Linked DNA regions of Mus musculus: region 1 is linked to region 2. The links are chromatin contacts, called in public HiChIP or PLAC-seq maps. All regions are on one chromosome and are shown on one strand. The core of a region is the stretch at or near the end of the contact, and the rest is flanking DNA. Distances in the headings are between cores, read along the strand shown. Region 1 has its middle 20 kb from the start of Gm43403. Region 2 has its middle 3.4 kb from the start of Mir6380.

Evidence for each region. HiChIP or PLAC-seq counts read pairs in DNA pulled down with a chosen protein or histone mark.
Region 1: a contact with region 2 is called in an H3K27ac HiChIP or PLAC-seq map of embryonic stem cells, with 15 read pairs. The contact joins two enhancer-like sites. A contact is called at or near these places in 1 of 39 promoter capture datasets (embryonic stem cells), 4 of 15 datasets of contacts at CTCF or cohesin (the NIH/3T3 cell line and embryonic stem cells), 80 of 484 Hi-C or Micro-C datasets (2-cell embryo, 8-cell embryo, the AML12 cell line and 33 more), 17 of 115 datasets of contacts at active chromatin or transcription factors (bone marrow-derived dendritic cells, embryonic stem cells and expanded potential stem cells) and 1 of 9 other capture datasets (embryonic stem cells).

The regions. Positions count from the first base shown.
Region 1 is chr3:137,843,130-137,845,829 of GRCm38.p6, reverse strand. No RefSeq gene overlaps it. Among named protein-coding and RNA genes, the nearest start is that of Gm43403, 20 kb to the left of the region's middle. Within about 2 kb of position 1,364, at least 5 of the 459 cell types and tissues checked have an H3K27ac peak or open chromatin away from gene starts, as enhancers often do.
Region 2 is chr3:137,778,911-137,781,610 of GRCm38.p6, reverse strand. No RefSeq gene overlaps it. Among named protein-coding and RNA genes, the nearest start is that of Mir6380, 3.4 kb to the left of the region's middle. Within about 2 kb of position 1,415, at least 11 of the 459 cell types and tissues checked have an H3K27ac peak or open chromatin away from gene starts, as enhancers often do.

The DNA.
Region 1 (2,700 bases), core at 115-2,614, 64 kb before region 2:
TCCCACATCAATCATTAATCAAGTAAATACCCACACAAGCTCACCTATGGGCCAGTCTGCAGTGTAGTCACAGTCTACCCTTCCTGAGGTCTCTATTCTTGGGTTGTGGCTTGTCTTCCTTCTGTTTTTATTTTTTCCTTACTAAGAACACCCTCCATGTCTGATGTAAACCAGCCAGGCTAGCTTTGCAGCCTCACTGAGTTTCCCCACATAAAGGATATTTTATTGTTGGAGGCTGGCTTAGCTGTCTCAAAAAGTTGAATTCATCTGTGTAAGTGTATCTGTTGCAAATTTTATTTTTCTTGAGCTATACTAAGATAACACGTGGGAACCTTGTGTAAACATGCATGGGGAAAAGTGAATTTAGACAACTCAGATCTGACACTGCTACTGCCCAGGTTTAATTAGCCTCTGTGAATAGTACATAAACTGCAGGGTGTGCTTTGTCAACCCTTGTGCATCTTCCCAAGATGAAATAGCAGAAGGAGTGGGTGGTAGGCGAATGAGGGTGCATCTGTAGACTTAGAACTCAGGAGATGAAAGAGGGGCTGTGGGGTTGAGGCTAGCCTGGGGCATATCATAATAAGATCCTGTCTCCAAAAGACAGAGAATGTTCGGCATGGCTTGCAGAATGGCTCCTGCACAGAGGATGGAGAGCTGAAGAATGGCCACTCTGCCATCAGTGAGGTGGTCCTGGGACTGGAACAGTGGCCTTCACAAACACATCCGTGACATGGGCTTTGAGAAGCACACCCCTCAAGCATTCAAAGGGTCTGGAAATTTGCCACAGAGGAGAAGGGAACTTTAGATGTGTGTATTGATAACAGGTACAACAAAGCTGACTGAGTGAAAGAATATGAACTGGTCCATATCCTATCTGGGAGCATTTATCCTGGAAAAAATGGTGGAGATGTGTCTTAGAGTTTTACTGCTGTGAACAGACATGACCAAGGCAACTCTTGTAAGAACAATATTTAATTGGGCCTGGCTTACAGGTTCAGAGGTTCAGTCCATTATCATCAAGGCAGAAACATGGCAGCGTCTAGGTAGGCACGGTGCAGGAGTAGCTGAGAGTTCTACATCTTCCTTTGAAGGCTACAGCAGAGCTGGGCATTGGTGACACACGCCTTTAATCCCAGCACTCAGGAGGCAGAGGCAGGCAGATTTCTGAGTTCGAGGCCAGCCTGGTGAGTGAGTTCCAGGACAGCCAGGAATACACAGAGAAACCCTGTCTTGGGGAGGCGGGGGGAGGAAGAAGACTGCAGCAGAATACTGGCTTCCAGTCAGCTAGGATGAGGGTCTTAAAGCTTACACTCACAGTGACACACCTACTCCAACAGGGCCACACCTATTCCAACAGAGCCACACCCTCTAATAGTGCCACTCCCTGAGTTGAGCATAAACAAACTATCACTAGAAGATTCTGAAAACAAGATCTATGCTCTAGTAACCTATTTCCTGTCACCTGGAGATACTGATGGTTGCCAGCCACTTTGGGTGCTAGGAACCAAGGTCCTCTGCAAGATCAGCAAGTGTTCTTAATCACTCAGCCAGCTATAAAGACGAACATTGATTTTAAAAATAAAATCATGTAGTAAAACACACAACATTTCCATGAAAATATACCAGAAATAATTTGAGGATGCTGACAAGTGCCCTCTTTACTGTCTCATTCTTTTCTTGTTTGTTTGTTGTGAAACAGGGTCTTTAACAACCCAGGTTGGCCTGATACTATGTAGATAACGATGACGTTAGACTTCTGACCATTCTGCCTCTGTCTCCCATTTGTTAGAATTAGAAACTGTAGTGCCCGAATCCCCTTACTTCTAATATAGCAAGTTATGTTCTTTGTTGACTCTAATTTCAGCACAAAATGCAGTTTTATGTCTTTAAAAACTTGTAGGCAAATTCAGTCTCATACTGAAAGGCCCCAGGCCTTGTTAACTGTTATTTGGATTGCTTTGAATATTTTATATTTCAGATTGAAGTAAATACTCCATATTGTTACGTATTTGTGCTCAGATTTCTAAGAAATTGTTTGAGATGCTTAGAGCACTTGCATTAGTAGGGAAAGTTGTTTTTATAACATAAGTTTGAATCTTAGAACATAATTTTCAATCATGAAGAGAAAACTAAAGAAAATCTAGACTTTTCGAATACACTTGAAAAGAGGCCAAAGGCAGGACTTTCACTGTCTCTTTAGATATTCCTTTATGGAATGGATAGCTGGAAAGACAGCTTAGTGGGTAAAGACACTTGCTGTCAACCCCGATGGCCTGAGATAGATTCCTTCGACCAATAAAGTAGAAGAAAAAAGCCCACATCTACAGATTACCCTCTGATGCCCATATGACTCACACCCTCACACAAAATAAATGTAAGAGGCTGGAGAGATGGCTCAGCAGTTGAGAACACACACTACTTATCTTACGATTCTATTGCTGTGATGAGACACCAAACATTTAATTGGGGCTGGCTTACAGTTTCAGAGGTTTAGTCCATAGTCATCATGCCAACAAGCATGACAGCATGCAGGCAGATATGGTGCTGGAAGAGCTGAGAGTTCTACATCTTGATCTAAAGGCAGCCAGGAGGAGACTGAATTCCACACTGGGCAGAGCTTGAGCACAGGAGACCTCAAAGCCACCCCCACAGTGACATACTTCCTAAAACAAGGCCACACCCACTCCAACAAGGACA
Region 2 (2,700 bases), core at 166-2,665:
CCTTTATGAAGACCATGCTGGTCTTGAATACACAGATCCATGTGTCTCTGCTTCCTGAGCGATGGGATTAAAGGCGTGAGCCACCACACCCAATCTTTCTGCTTCTTGACTGTGATCTGCTTCAAGTTCCTGCTGCCCCGACTTCCCCGCAGTCATGGTCTGCCACATGGAATTTCAAGCTGAAATAAACTTCATCTTCCCTAAGTTGTTTTGTCAGGGTATTTTATCACCACCACAGGAAAGAAGCTAGGATAGGTGGAGAGGCAGTTCTGAAGGATTTGGGTAAGAAAGTGTGGAGTAGTTTGTGAGCACTGGAGAATTCACAAAGGCAGTCTGTCAAGCTTGCTTGAAGTTATAAGTAAGATTTCCTAATGTCCTTACAGGCTCAGGAGAAAACACTGGGTTTGCTTTCCCCAACCCCCACGGTATTTTGAGAGCTTGTTGCTCTGGGTTTAAGACAGATGGGAGTTCTCAGGGTTGGATCCTTATTGTGAGCTACTGATGTAGTCCTTCCTCAATTACAGAGCAACTAAGTAGATTAAGAGCAAGGAAACCTTTCAAGACCGACATTAAATCGGGAGGTATTGGTTCTGCCCCTTCTGAGAAGCGAACTATTCAATAAAACAGCTGTCCTCCCCGACACCAAACTATGCTCTTATGTTCTGCAATAGAGCACCAGCATCTACCTATATCTTTCCTGCCTTCCAGGAGAGAATGAGGTGTCTTTTTTTTTTTTTTTTAAGATTTATTTATTATGTATACAGTGTTCTGCCTGCAGAAGAGGGCACCAGATCTCATTATAGATGGTTGTGAGCCACCATGAGGTTGCTGGGAATTGAACTTAGGACCTCTGGAAGAGCAGACAATGCTCTTAACCTCTGATCTATCTCTCCAGCCCTGGGAGGTGTCTTTAATAGCTCAGATGTGCAGTGTCTTCAAGCGTGATGATTTTCCCATTGAGTTAGCTAAGAGGAGTTGAATAGCAATGCTATCCTGTAGGAAGAAACCTAGGTCAAGGAAGGCAATCTGGCTTCCTGATAAGCTGCAGTTGTGAGCGTGTAAAATATTCTGGACAGCTGTTTTACATCACCAAGAGCTCTGTGGTTCGGCATTTCTCAGGGAGCCCTTCCACAGGTGCGTCGTGTGCTCTCAGGAGCGACTCTCTCCACTTGTCTACCGAATGCAGTTCTGTTAGGTACCCAGACAGCTGGGTGTGGTGACCGGAGTTTGGTCCCACCCCTGGAAAGGATTGGGCAGGAGGATTCTGCATTCCAAAGCAGCCAAGGCTACTATACTAGATCGGAACATATACGGGAATAAAACAGAGCCCCGCGGAAGTTTAGGTGAAAGGGTTTAGAGATGCTAAGTGAGCAATCATGCAAATGAGCGGCTTCAAAGATCCTTCCTGGGATAAGGGAACAGCTGGGGTCTAAAGAAAGCCCGGCTAGGGAGCCCTGATGGCTATTAGGTCTAAGGGTGGATGGAGTTGGCTTTCATCCTCGAAGGGCGAGATAACAGAAACGTCCCCTCCTGCCCCAGAAGAAGGGCTCACTTTGGCTGGGTGCTACACTTGGGCGGGAAGACCTCGTGTGAGGTCTCTTGCAGTCTCAAGTCTAAAAGGACCCTAGGAACTTAGGGAACCTTTGGAGCTTTATTGTAAAAGTGGTTGGAAGCAGGCAGGGATTTTTGTCTGAGTGAGATTGCTGGCTGCAGACTGTAGAATTCATTCCAAGTGGCTTGTTTGTTTGTTTGTTTTGAAGCATGCAATATGATCATTTCTTCAAGTAAAATGTTTCATAATTTGTGCTGTCCGAATGACATCTAAGCTTTCTGTCTTAGGTTATTAAGTAGCTTACTGTACCCGAGTTAGCACCCAGTTTGCTTCTGGTGAGGGGGAGTTCTGCGTAGTCTGTGTGGAGAAATGGAGGCGCAAGTGGCCATGTGAAAAGGGGTGCTGTCTAAACTTTGAAGAAATTAATTAAGCTTGATTGTGTGTGTGTGTGTGTGTGTGTTTATGCGTGCGCGTGAGACTTGATGGTATCCTAGCTTCCCCTGTGGACTACAGGAATGGCTTCTGATCCTAGATGGGGCTGTGTCCCATCCTCTTCTGTAGGTTTGTTGGCCAATTGCACACGTAGGTGACAAAGACTCCCCCAGCTATGAATATACATGCTCCCATCTAAGTCAGAGCAAGCCTCTCTTTCCACCTCCCATCTCTCTACCTTTAAATACTTGAATAGTGCTGCTTTGGAGATTAAAGGGCAAACTGCAGGGTTCTCTTCTACAAGGCAGAGCCTGGGAATCAAACTCAGTTTGTCAGCCTTGGTGACAAGTGCCTTTACCTTCTGAGCCATGCACCCATATCTTAAACTATTGCTGCTTTTCTAGATCTCCTCCCCTTTTAAAATAATTGGCTTTGAGACAGGATCCAGCTTATCTTAAATTTAATATATAGCTGAAGATGGCTATGAGTTTTCAAACTTCTCATTTTCTTGCCACCACTTGGAATTGCATGTCTGCTACCACCTGGGATTACAGGTGCGTGCCAACCTTGCTTGGTTTATGCAGTGCTGGGGGTTGAACTCAGGGCTTTGTACATGTTAGACAAGTAGTCTACAGTGGACCTATATCCCCAGTCTGCCTTTGGTTTTTGAGATAGAGACTTCATCTAGCCCAGGCTGGCTTCTGAGTCCTGGGACT